Linked DNA regions of Mus musculus: region 1 is linked to region 2. A link is a contact called in public Micro-C data. All regions are on one chromosome and are shown on one strand. The core of a region is the stretch at or near the end of the contact, and the rest is flanking DNA. Distances in the headings are between cores, read along the strand shown. Region 1 overlaps St7 (suppression of tumorigenicity 7). Region 2 overlaps St7 (suppression of tumorigenicity 7).

Region 1 (6,997 bases), core at 3,868-6,367, 33 kb after region 2:
GTTGATTGTAATAGCTGGTATGGTCTGGCTCATCTGGTTCCGTCCTGAACTGGCAGATGGGCGGCCTACTACCTAATGTGCTGCAGTAGGTTTTCAGTTGGTTTGGGTCATTGTGCTTAGTATGGGGAGATGTTGATGGTGGTTATCTTGAGTAAAGGAACAGGGGAAAGCAGTCAGGACATGGAAGAACACAGAGTATGTTTTGCAGGTATATTTTTATATATGGTATTTAAAAATATACCTTGTGAAGACTGAAAACAAACCTCTTTTCCTCTTTTTGGTCCTGAGGAGTTAGTTCCAAAGGGACTGTTCCTAAGTCTAGGCTATGATCCTGGGGGTATTGCACTCAGACTACATCCTGTGTCCCTCTTCTTTTGTGGTTGCAAAACATACTGCCTCAGCTGGTCAACCATCTTAGAGATTTGGACAGTGTTCCTGGGAGAAAATTCTGTCATAGGAGCTAGAAGAACACAAGATTTGCCAGTAATAAGCTCTGCATATTAAAAGCAGTTTAGTGTTAGAAGTTCAGGCACCAGCGATAAAGTACATGCCTGTGTCCTCCTCTTTGGGCAGCACATTTATGCAGCACACGCTGCTGTGTCATAACTCTGCATGGAATGCTCCTTGGTGAACTTCATTTTAAATACTGGGGTCCTGAGCTCCCATTCTAGGTTTTATTTGTTGCGCTAGGGTCCCAGTAGGCGGCCTAGGCTGATCTTGGCTCTGTGACTCTCACGTCTTAGCCCCTAGTCCTGATCTTGGCTCTGTGATTCTCACGTCTTAGCCCCTAGTCCTGATCTTGGCTCTGTGACTCTCACCTCTTAGCCCCTAGTCCTGATCTTGGCTCTGTGACTCTCACCTCTTAGCCCCTAGTCCTGATCTTGGCTCTGTGACTCTCACCTCTTAGCCCCTAGTCCTGATCTTGGCTCTGTGACTCTCACCTCTTAGCCCCTAGTCCTGATCTTGGCTCTGTGACTCTCACCTCTTAGCCCCTAGTCCTGAGATTCAGAGTGAGCATCAATCCCACACCCACTCCAATGCTTTCTCCACTAGTGACATGGCTATGCACATTTGGTGCAGTGGAGAGCTGATGCCTACCAGTTCCTCTGATGGGGGAAAAGGAGCCATTGCTCATGGAACAGATGCTGATATATTTAGAATTTTCTATTTTTGTCTCAGATAGTCTATGCAGTGTTCTTTGCCAGAAGAGTATATAGTTAACTCTGAATTGATCTAATGTTGAGGAATATTCACTAATTTTATTGGTCAACTTTATTTCATAAAACTACACCTTGCTACACATACCATCAAACCTTTTACCTTTCTTGTGGGGGAAAATAACCTCTACTAATTTTACTATACCCTCTTCTCCTCTTCTCACTGTGTTGATTATCAGGGACTTCTGGGGATGTGGAGATTCTGACCAAGAAAGCCTGGCTGATGTTTGTGTTAGAGTTAGTTTCCATTTAAAGGTTAGAGTCTCTGCTGCAAGTTTATTGTTTGTTTGTTTGTTTTTTCTCCCAGACATGGTTTGTCAGTATAGCCTTAGCTGTCCTGGAATTTGCTCTGCAGACAGGCTGGCCTCAAACTCTTGAGTACTCTTAAAGGCTTGTGCAAGAAGCTTATGTGTTTCCCCTCTCCTCTTTTTGAGATTAATATAACTACAGCATTTCTACCTTGCCTTTTCTCTCTCCAAACACTTCCATATGCTCCTCACCACTGGCCTTCAAATTCATTCATGATATACAGAGACCACTTACTTTTGTAGCAAGTAGATTTGTTACACATTATAAATTCTGATCTTACCAAGCTTAACTGCCTTCATCCTCCAGTGAAGACTGAGATATTTGTGTGTCAAAGAATCATGAATGGGAATGGCCCCAGTAGGTACATACATTTGAATGCTTGGCCCCCAGTTGGCGAAACATTTTTGGGAAAGTAGCCTTTGGGGATTTGAGGATATGGCCTTCCTGGAGGAAGTGTGGCAGTGGGGGTGGGCTTTGAGGTTTCAGATGACTAGAACTATTTCCAATGTGCTTCTTTGCCTGCAACTTGTAGATTAGGATGTAAGATCTTAGCCACTACTCCAGTGCCATGCCTGCCTGCCTGTTGCCATGGGACCATGAGCCCTAATAAATGTTCTCTTTTATAAGCTTCCATGGTCATGATGTCTTCCTGGTATTAGAAGATTCACTAAGACAGTCATTAAATTACCCAGACAGTGGAATGGATTTTAAAAGAGAATTAATGTTAGTGAAGAATGAACGAACACACAGAGCAGTGGCAGGACATTGGTACCAATACTTTTAAAGAATATTTGCAGAGGACAAAGGGCTGAAAACTGGTTGCTATGGGAACAATTATTTTACTGGGACATTCCCTTCAATTCTGTGTGTTCCTATATGTTGTTTCTCATTGTGCTACTATGTCTGACCTGCATCTTCTATAGCCACTTGATAGTCATTCTTTCTTTCACCCACAAATGCTCCTCTCTGCATACTTTTCTTTTCATTTAAAATATAGCTGAATTGGCTATTTTAATGAATCATATTTTGCCCTAAAAATAAGAAAGTCATTTTTCCATGAACTGCTTCTCCATAGCTTTGATAAGCAGCAGATGGACTTGTCCCTATCTACCTTCTGCTATGGTGAATGAACACTATGGCTCAGGTCAATTAGAAGCAATCTGTCTCTTTGCCTCACAGTTCTGGAGATGGGAAAGTCTAAGACTAGGAGATGTCTTGTTGAAGGAGTCTTAGATCTTTGACATTCTATCACAGAACATGGTGGCAGAGACTAAGAGAAGGTTTAGGTTCATCTTTTGTTTTTATACCAGGAGCTTGAAGGACAGTTAACCAATATGATAGGGGGATTAATTCATTCTTGGGGCCTGAGTGTCACTCCTGACACTCAGTCACCCTTAACAATCTTTCCAGTCAAGTCTGTCAGAATGCCTATGACATTTCAATATACATTTTAGAGGAGATGCAGCACTCCATATGTCTGTGTCTTCTTCCTGGAATCTATAGACATGTTGCTCTGTAGCCATGTTACACTGAATGACAGAAAATTAGATGGCTGTAAGGTATCCGTGTACTGACTGTAAAATAAGAGGTCTTCTTTGGTTATCCAGGCGTAGTCAGTGTAATTATGAGGGTTCTTAAATAAGAACTGAGAAGACGGGGGTGTCAGAGTCATTGAATTGAGAATATAACCTTCTTTCACTGCCTTTGAAGTTGGAAGAGGATCAATAGCCAAGAGATATCGATGGTGTCATAGAACTTTTCAGAAATACTATCCTGTAAAGTTTCTGTACATATTTTTTTTTCTCCTTTGGCTTACCCAAGTAAGAGGTCTCAGCTCTGGGGGCTGGAGAGATGGCCAACGATTAAGAGAGGTTATTGCTCTTCCAGGAGATCTGAGTCCTTTTTCCTGTACCCATGTTGGGTGTGTCAAATCCACCTGTAACTCCAGCTCCAGTGGATCTGGTGCCTTCTTCTGCCCCTGCACATGTATGACAGACACAAGGATCTAGATATGAAAAAGATAAAAATTCTTTAAAAGCTTTTTCGGTTTGTGTTTTTAATTTCATTTAGTTTTCTTTTTTAAAATGTGCTTTTAAAAAGACGTAGATGCTGCCATTTTCTTGTAAAAAATAGCTCCATAATAATCTTTAAGTGACTATAGTATTATATGTTTAAATGGAATTCTTTTATTTTTTATTTTTTATAGATTTATTTATTTGTTTTATGTATGTGAGTACATTGTGGTTGTCTTCAGACACACCAGAAGAGGGCATCAGATTCCATTACATATGGATGTGAGCCACCATGTGGTTGCTGGGAATTGAACTCAGGACCTCTGGAAGAGCAGTCAGTGCTCTTAACTGCTGAGCCATCTCTCCAGCCCTTAAATGGAATTCTTTTTTTTTTTTTAATTTTTTTTTATTTTTTTATTTTTTTTCCATTTTTATTAGGTATTTAGCTCATTTACATTTCCAATGCTATACCAAAAGTCCCCCATACCCACCCACCCCCACTCCCCTACCCACCCACTCCCCCTTTTTGGCCCTGGCGTTCCCCTGTACTGGGGTATATAAAGTTTGCGTGTCCAATGGGCCTCTCTTTCCACTGATGGCCGACTAGGCCATCTTTTGATACATATGCAGCTAGAGTCAAGAGCTCCGGGGTACTGGTTAGTTCATAATGTTGTTGCACCTACAGGGTTGCAGATCCCTTTAGCTCCTTGGGTACTTTCTCTAGCTCCTCCATTGGGAGCCCTGTGATCCATCCATTAGCTGACTGTGAGCATCCACTTCTGTGTTTGCTAGGCCCCGGCATAGTCTCACAAGAGACAGCTACATCTTCTTGACTGTGCTCGTACACATTTCTATGACTGACCATAATATTTGTATGGATGGAGCCATCATTTGTGAGTTTAGACTTTTGCTAAATATTGCTAAATTACTTGAAAGAAGTCATCCAGTTTATATTGTTTGTAGTTCAAATCTGGGATAGATTGCACCTTTATTTTTAATTACAATGAAAAGTATAAGATTCAAGAGATGAAGATCTATCTTTAATACTTTTAAAATATAATATCAAATATTGTGACATTGCAAGGAAAGGTTCTCATTTATCAAGCTGGGGACTTTGGGAACTCTGTGATTTCTATGGCAATGATGAAAGTGGACAAGGCCACTCTGCCATGCCCTGCTGACTAGTTTCAGTGGGATAACTGCATAGTCATGGTAAAGTGAGCGAAGCCTCATGATATCCAACCTTGTCCTTTACCCTCTTTGTGATACAGATACACATAGAAATGCATTACTGAGCCGGAGTGCAGGGTTTCTGTTTGAGCTTCATTCCTTTGGCAGCATACAACTTGTCTTTAAAAGTGGGCATCGATGTACGCATGTGTTGATTTTGAAAGAACAAATAAAATGAGACCCCGAGTCAGAAAAATCTGTTGCATTTATGGAGTCATTTGAGTCCCCATAGAACACACAGAACATGGAGTCGCTAACAAAACTATCTGCAGAGGTGCACAGCAGTGCCTGCTATACCCCCACTTTACCAAGTCTCTGTATTAGCAGGCTCTCAAAAGTGTCAGCTCCCCCATCTGCTACCGTGAGGTGTTAGGAAGAGCTCACAGCTTTCTCACCCACAGTGAAGAACGAGTGTGCAGCAGGCATGGTCCAATCAATCGATCAGGAAACAGTGTCTCTTTTGAACTTCTTCTAGAAATTAGGCTGAACATTCCATTAACGTTTGCATCATGTCTAATAATCACTTTCATGGTGGCATTTTACCCCTTGATCCCCTTGCTTGTCCTCAGCCTCGGTTCCGCTAATGCCTTCCTTCCCAGTCAGCCTGCGCACATGACCTAACGAGTTTCATTAGAGTTGCTTCCCCAGGCGTCTGTGGGTGAGGGGTGGTTTATTACAGGAGCATGAGCATCTAACGAGTGGTTATAGACGTGAAGAAAGTGGCTCCCCTTCCCAAGCAACTGTTAGCTGCCTGGAGATCTTTTGGAGACTCATTTACCAGTGTTTAAATTGATATTTATTTTTTAAGTTGTTTTATTAATGTGTATAATAGCTTACTTTATAATAAGAGGATTACTTTTTCTCTAAGTTGTATTTTGAAAATACATTTTTAGAGTTTGTTTTTTTTTTTTTGTCTCTGGCATTTTTTTTTTATCAGTTGTAGACATATTTAATATCTATATAACCAGCTTTATAGCTGTTGCTTGTGGCTTTTGTTTTATGTCTTACCACCAAAGGCCAGGCTTTCTCTAAAATTAAAGGCCCCCATAAACCCTCCCTCCTTAACTCTTCCTGCCTGCATTCTTCTCTTTTGAATTTTTGATCTAGAAAATTTTTTTCTTTTTTTTTTCTGAAAAAATCTATAGCTTTTCCTGTTAAATATATAACATCCCTTAGTATCTTTAATCTGTGTGTTCTTTCATCAGGCTGATATTTAAATAATTAATTTTTTTTTTTAGTTTTGAGAATTCCAACACAACTATTTACAAGTAGGACAAATAATGTTTTGAGCAATCATTTCAACACACACAGAAAAGTCATGTTTTTGCTTCAGAATTACTGCATTAGGGCTGAATGTATGTGTCAAGGTAGAGCACTTGGGTAACATGTCAGAGTGTCTGGTTCCATTCATAATACTGCCAAGAAATAAAAAGCATTGATGTAGTAATTCATAAAGAATTAAACAGACATTCAAGAATGAGCTTTTGTTGAGTCATCAAACCCTGGCTGTAATAACTCTGGAGCACCCTGCTGATTGCTAGCTTTCTACTTTCTCAGGGCTGCCTGGAGCAATGTGTGTGTGTGTGTGTGTGTGTGTGTGTGTGTGTGTGTGTGTGTGTGTGAGTGTGTGTGTGTGTTCTTTCAGTATGGTGTTTTTGGTTTTAACTCCTTTTTTTCTTCTCGGTTTTGTTAAGACAGGGTTTCTCTGTGTATCCCTGGCTGTTCTGGAACTCACTCTGTAGACCAGGCTGCCCTCGAACTCAGGGAGTTTGCTTCCCAAGTGTTGGGATTTAAGGTGTGCATCACCAGACCCAGCTTTGTTTTCACTTTTAAACTTAATATTCCAGTGTAAGAAGAATGGCACAATATTTATGCTATGTGGTCTTAGTGTTGTTGGAAACTGGTGTTGATAAAAAACGATGAACAGTGAGACAATCATTAGTGTGCATTGCTGAGACATCTGCGACAATTTTATTTTCCCACTGTATCCCAGTGAAATTCTGTTCTATTTGAAGAAGTCATGTTCAAGACAAATTAATTGTCAGGTCAAAAATTTTCTTGATTAAATATTACTTTCTCCTTGATAATGACCTCATTTTCCAGAGTCTGTAAGACTTCTCAGAGGAAGGTAGGGTATTTCCTGTGCTGTTGAATGTTGTTAGCCAATTGCTGCCTTAGTCCAAGGAGCCATCTTCCTGAGTTATGCGGAGGTGTTCTGAGTTGTGTAGC
Region 2 (6,757 bases), core at 1-2,500:
GTGTGTGTGCCTGCATGAGTGTATGAACATCATGGGAACCTATTTACATCATGCACCTGCAAGTTCTTATTGAGGCCAGAGGGTGTTGGCATTCCTGGAACTGGAATTACAGGTGGTTGCGATACCCTGTTGTGGGTGCCTGGAACCAAATCCCAATTCTCAGCAAGAGCTGTGAGTGCTTTTAAGTGCTGAGTCATCTTTCCAGCCTCTCTTGTTAAAAAATATTTTAATTAATTAATTAATTAATTAGCTTTACATCCAGACACAATTTTTCCCCTCCCTCCCCTTATCCCAGTTTTTCACACCCCCCAAACCTCATCTTCCTCCCTTTCTTCTCAGAAAAGGGGAGGCCTCCTGTGGATAAAACAAGCCTTTGCATATCAAGTTGCTGCAAGACTAGGGCATCTTCTCCTACTGAGTCTAGAACAGGCAGCCAAGTGGGAGGAAAGGGTCCCAAAGGCAGGCAACAGTGTGATAAACAGCCCCTGCTCCTGCTGTTAGGGGTCCCACATGAAGACCAAGCTGCACATCTGTCACATATGTGCAGAGGGCCTAGGTGAGTCCTGTGCATGCTCCCTGGTTCAGTCTCTGTAGTCCCTTATGAGGCCAGGTTAGTGAATTCTGTAAGTTTCTCGTAGTGTTGTTGACCTCTCTGGCGTCTACAGATTTTCCTTCTCTTCTTCTGCTGGATTCCCCGAGCTCCACTTAATGATTGGCTGTGGGTCTCTGTATCTGTGCCCATCAGTTTCTGGGTGAAGCCTTTCTGGTGATGGTTCTGCTAGTTGCTTTTGTCTGCAAGTACAGCAGAATGTTTTTAACAGTGTTGGGGTTGTTTCCCTCTCATGGTATGGGTCCCAAGCTGAACCAGTCATTGGTTGACCACTCCCTCAATTTCTGCTCCATCTTTACTCCTGCACATCTTGTTCTCCAGGAGGATGATGGGGAGAGAGAGAATAGTGGAATAGACAACTGGAATCAGGGTGCAGGGGGTACATCTCTGGAATGGGCTAGAAACCTAAAGCTATGGAAACTCCAAGGAATCTATGAGATCAACCCTAACTAAGACTCCTAGCAATGAAGGCTATGGTGCCTGACGGGCCATTTCCTGTAACCAGGCAAGACTTCCAGTAGAGGGATTGGGACACCAACCCAGCCACAAAACTCTCTTGTCAAGTTTTTAATGACATGCTGAAGGGCATTACTGATAGGGCTCACGAGACTCAGTTACTTCTGTGCGTATCACATCACACTTTCGTCTAAGTGCCGATGGGCTGTGGAAACAGTGACTAACATGGGACACAGCTTCAGACAAGGGAGGCAGCTATGTTCTCAGACTCAAACTTAAAAATAAATTATGCTTATGAAAAGTGGGTAGAACATGTTTCTGCTGAGAGTGAAAAATGGGGAAACAAGGGCCTGGGAAAGAAATTTGAGTTGAATTGAGAAATTTATTTGTAAGAATATCTCAGTGGAAGGAGACGCCTTCTTACTAATCAGACATGTTCACACACAAAAGGATAACACTTTTGTCTAAGAGCTATAACCACATAGATCATGAGATAAAATGTTTCAGAACTGTTTCGCTCCTGAAATAGAAAGTCAGTGATGGTAGCTTTATAATAACACTAATTAGTAGATGATACCAGCCCTTGCCATGTTCCCATCTGTACAGATGTGCCTCTAACAGTCTTTCCACATGAACTCAGCCGCAACTTAACTCATATCTGTGCCACTGAGGTCAGAGTTGCCCAAGAAGCGTCTCAGAAGGAGATCTTTGTCTAAACCTAAACCTTCTTTGTCATCTTCTGCGCTTTGCCTGGTATGTTTATAAGTAGAATCAATGTAATTTTTCAGAATTAGTAAAGCTTTCAAAGGAGGGCACTGGCAACAAGTGTGTTACTCCATCCTTTCCTACGTACTGCCCTGTGTTTTAGGGATACTGCTGTCAGTGATAGCAAGAACATGTGCTCGCCTATCTAGAGGATAAGAGTTTTCTGGGACTTAGGAAGTGGACCACTACTCAACTTTGTCTATCTATCCTTTAATACGAATTGCCAAGCATAATATTAAATAAATACAGTTTGTGTTATTTATACTTTATGTTGTCTATTTATAATTAAAATTTATATAAACTCTAACCATATGAACAATATAAAATTTATAAAAACCATATCTATCTAGCAAAAAAAACCAGTTTGTTATTTTTTCTTGCTCTAATATCTATCTATCTATCTATCTATCTATCTATCTATCTATCTATCTATCTATCTTTCTATCTATCTATCTATCTAACCACACACACATATACATATAGATAGATAAAATTTTGTAACCATAATATATAATAACATATTATATATTATGTTATTAGTATTATATATTATGGTTACAAAATTTTATCTATCTATATCTTTAAAAATTAATTGGTTCTTTAGCTCCTAGATTGCACAGCTTTTTGGCATATACAATAAGAAACCTTTGGATAGGATGGGTTTCATAGTGAGCTGCATTGTGTTTGCAACAGCGAAGAGGTGTGTAAATGAAAAAGCAACACTGCCATTAATTCTCCCATCAGGCATTAGCTAGTTCTTTTCCATTTCAACAGTTAATTTCTTTTGTTTTTAAAATATTTTGTTTTAAAAAATTAACTAGGAAAATATGCATAACCTCAAAGTTACCTTCTTTGTCATCAAGTATACAGTTCAGTAGGTAGAGTAATGGGATATTTATGTTGTCTAAACAATTTTTGACTAATATTTCATATTCCTTGACCAGCACCTCCCCATCTCTGTCCCTCAGCCTCTAATCTCCTGTCCCCTTGTACTTATGTGCCACCTGTGGGATCAAGTTGCTCCTCTGGGACTTTTTTTCGTTTATCATAGCTTTGAGGTTCATCTGTGCTACAGCACATATTGGAATTATTTTTGGGGGCAGTGTGGTATTTTTAAAGTCCCACATGCTATGATGTTATTTCTACTTCTTTGTAGACTATCATGTGTGATAATGTGTTACAGTTGTCCAGTATCGGCACCTATATATTATCATGTCAGTATCATTTCCCTTTCTACAGGTAGGGCATCCCTTATTTGAAATATTCAAGACCAAAATTGTTTTAGATATGACTTTTCTTCAGATTTTGAAATACTGTATATGCATAGTGAGAAATCTTGGGGATGGAACCCATGAATAGACATAAAACTTATTTATGATTCATGGATAGTTTATACACATAGTCTGAGAGCAATTTAAAATAATACTTTTAGTGTGCCTGTATTTTGGTGAAATTTGTTGTATGAAGTCAGGTATTGAATTTTCCATTTGAGTGCTTGTTTGCATTATAGTTTGTGTCCTGAGCATCTCAACCATCCTTCTGTAGGCTATTCAGCCTGGTAAGATCTGATCGTCTTCTTCTGTAGACAGAGGAACTGGAGTTTGGAACCTAGGAGTTTGGAAGCATACCTTAAACCTAGGACTCTGTGATTGTTGAGTCATAGTTTAAGGTATGCTTCATATAGGCCAGGTCCATGATTGTTTTAAATGGAACAGTGCTAAAGAAGTGTTTCTTTGGAAGCCAAAAAATACCCGTGTCCCTTTGTGTGGTTCTAGAGAATCTGTAACTTGGACTGTGTGTCTGCAGGGAAGCACAGATCAGGTCCCAGGCCTTACTCTTCGCCATCTTCTCTCTTGGCATCATCACCATCTGTGTCAAGATTATGTTGTTTCTAAGAAAGCAGTAGTTTCTTTGATTAAAAATATGTTTTCCATGGTCTTTCAAAAAGCAAGAGGTAGAGAGGAAATTATCGGCCTCTTGCTCAAAGGACAAGAGAAAGTAGAAATGCTGTTATCAGGAACTTTTGGTAGAAAAATTAGCTTGTTCAGATACTGTAACCAGTAGCTCACTACAAATTACTGTATTTTAGGGATGAAAGGACCTCAGAAATAATCCATCTTCTTAGTTAGTTTTACAAATAAGTTTTGTTTGAAATGCCAAATCTCCTAAAGAGTTTAACTGCGTGATTAAGATTTAATCTACATTTCTTATTTCTCAATAATTCTATTTCTGGCAGTGTTGAACAGAGCCAGACTTTTTTCATAACAAAACAACTGTTCTTTGTATATATATCATGAGCATGTTTTGTACAGAGTTTCCTGGCCTATAATGTTATTTTGAGGAAATTGGGAAATCTTATATGATATTTATTTCTTTGTTTGTTTAACAATTCTTGATAACTGAAACATATTTGGGATTGGAGTGGGTGGGAATGACTTGAACCTGTGAAAGTGACCAGGGACTTATTAGAAGTTGCTTTAGCACTTACAATCACCACTTCAAATGCATTAGGGAGTGTACAAGGTCCTCAACTATCAAAACTATGTCTTTTCCCATAATGTCTTCTGAAATGCAGAAATCTGGGATAAACATTTCTGTTAGTTCCCAGCCCCACATCTGACACAGTGGTTGGTGGAGTCCATTACTCTGAGTCTTGTCAGTGGCAGAAACTTCCAGGGAATGCTCAGATCAATGACAGATCACAGTGCTGTTCTTCTGTGAAACAATGCTTTCTAATATATTGATTACAATTTCAAAAAGGTAATATTTCCCAATATGTGATTATAACACATTTTGTTCAGAGCCTATACAGTTTCATCAGAACACAGCTACCATCATTTATTTAAAATGTTGATGAGAAGATTGTATTAAAATAGCAGGGCTCATTTGTGATAGAGATTATAACATCTGAAATATTTACGATTTGGCCTTGTGTAGAAAGACTTTGCCAGCCCCTTATAAAGCAGCAAGAATGATTTATGTCCCAGAGAGCCATGCATGTTGTAACTGCCTTGTTTCCCTGCGATGCTAGCTGAATTCTACCATATTGGCTTGAAGAATTTCTCCATTTCTCTCCCTTCCAGAGCAACCATTTATGATTCATACATGACTATTTTCCTGACTTCCTCTGACTATTTTCTAGTGGTTCTTTTTGCAAACCAGGTGAACAGACCAAAACTATACAGGAAGCATTATGGTTTGTCTGATGAAGCTGTTCTCCTGGAGGATGTGTCGGACATGTTACCTCCCTGTTTGTTATAGAATCCTGGAAGTTGATTCTGTTCTTCACAGTAGAGCATTGATTCAAATGTGTGTAACGTGGCTTTCACTCTTAGTGAGTTGAATAAGCCTCTTACCATTGGGTTCATGTTTGTAAAGAGAAAATCTTAATTTTCACATTCCATTAGCATTTTAATAACTTGTTATGTTTGTCATGATTGATTACACGACGATTAATTAATGTGTATTTTTTTTATCGATTAACCTTCAATATTTGAAATACCCATGCTAATCTTCTAATAGAGGAAAAGTCTTTTAAAGTTATTCTCCTCCTTAATTCTGGTGTCAGGTTCCTTGAGGCCCATGTAAGAAGAGAGGCCCCTGCTACTGTCTAAGAAGCTTGTGTTTGTCCGTCAGCCATTGAAAGCTTTGGGCTCTAGCACCAGATTTTGAAAGTTTAGAAGTAGGTGCTGTGCATCAAAAAAGCTGACACTGCTTATCTCACAGGGCTGTTCTACTATCTGGTTGGTGCTTGATCTGTTGGGTATCTAAACTTAGAAGTTTGGAGGGGAGGTAGGCGGGCGGAGCTTACTGACAGCAGTTGGACTCTGTCCAGAGGAGTCTTCAGGCGCAGACCCTTGCAGTGGACTCTTCTCACATTTTGATGTGAGCCTAACATGCTCAGGAAATGAAGCGAAGTTTGAGGGCAAAGGAAAAAGAGACAGATGACCGAGACTATGTGCACACTAGAGTCTAAGTGGGGAGAGTGGTGAGGGAGACATTTTAGGTGAAGTGTGATCTTGATGCATCAGCAAAAGGAAGTTGGGATGAGGTATAAAGTAAGGCTTTGCCGTGACATGTAGTGAGGAGGGTAAGAGTCAAGTTGCGGATCATAAAGGAAAACCCTGTATTATCATTTCTACAATGTGGAAAAAGAGGGTGAATGGTTATAATTCAACTCTGGGGCTTCCAAACCTTTAATTACAAAGTGAGTTACTGTATGGTTAGACATGTAAGCTGTTGTGGTAAAGCTATGGTTTTGGGTTTAAGAGGAAACAGAGAAGTGGGAGCTGTGATCATTGTCCTCTGGGGAAAATAAGAGAGCCAGAGGCTTAGAAGGACTCTAAGTAAGGGAGTTCCAAAAGGGCGAGGGAGCGCTGTCCTGAGTCCCAAGCTGTCACTGTGGTCTGTCTGGGGCTTGCACAGGGCCAATGAATGCTGTTGTAGGCACTGTGAGGTCCTCTGGGCTGAGAGGACACTGTTTTTTCCCAGGCATGCATCTCAGTTAGTACCCTATTTTCCTTAAAGTAGTGGCGATTTTGTAATCCGAGCACTGTGAAGGCAAGTGGATCTTTGTGACATCAAGGCTAGCCTAGTCTATATTTTCAAGCCTCAGGCCAGACAAGGCTACATTGTGATTTCCTGGCTCAAAAATTAAAACAAAGTGAATAGCTGCAATAGCTGCAATTTTAGTGGTTTTTTTTTTCAACTCTAAATGTTCAAATTACTTGGAAAGGGAAGGAAAATTGTGGGGGAGGGGGGAGTACATTTTTGTTCTTATCTTTAGGGAAGGTAAAGAGCTATGTTAAGATGGAGTAGACATATACTGAAAATCATGGTAATTGACATCAAAGGTGGTGGCGGTGGCTCAGGCCTTTATTCCCAGCACTCGGGAGGCAGAGGCAGGGGGATCTCTGAGTTAGAGGC

Evidence for each region. A called contact is a pair of places that touch in the nucleus more often than the background predicts.
Region 1: a contact with region 2 is called in a Micro-C map of the G1E-ER4 cell line, with 2.4 times the contacts expected there. The contact joins two enhancer-like sites. A contact is called at or near these places in 1 of 39 promoter capture datasets (macrophages), 2 of 15 datasets of contacts at CTCF or cohesin (the G1E-ER4 cell line and the NIH/3T3 cell line), 15 of 484 Hi-C or Micro-C datasets (B cells, the G1E-ER4 cell line, bone marrow-derived macrophages and 9 more), 2 of 115 datasets of contacts at active chromatin or transcription factors (embryonic stem cells and forebrain) and 3 of 9 other capture datasets (adipose tissue, liver and pancreatic islet).

The regions. Positions count from the first base shown.
Region 1 is chr6:17,765,389-17,772,385 of GRCm38.p6, forward strand. All of the region lies in intron 1 of St7 (suppression of tumorigenicity 7), which reads left to right. Among named protein-coding and RNA genes, the nearest start is that of Gm52895, 6.7 kb to the left of the region's middle. Within about 2 kb of position 5,118, at least 36 of the 459 cell types and tissues checked have an H3K27ac peak or open chromatin away from gene starts, as enhancers often do. A contact at or near this core is called in the G1E-ER4 cell line, where this site is marked.
Region 2 is chr6:17,736,216-17,742,972 of GRCm38.p6, forward strand. The region is part of intron 1 of St7 (suppression of tumorigenicity 7); the gene reads left to right. Among named protein-coding and RNA genes, the nearest start is that of Gm52895, 23 kb to the right of the region's middle. Within about 2 kb of position 1,251, at least 19 of the 459 cell types and tissues checked have an H3K27ac peak or open chromatin away from gene starts, as enhancers often do. A contact at or near this core is called in the G1E-ER4 cell line, where this site is marked.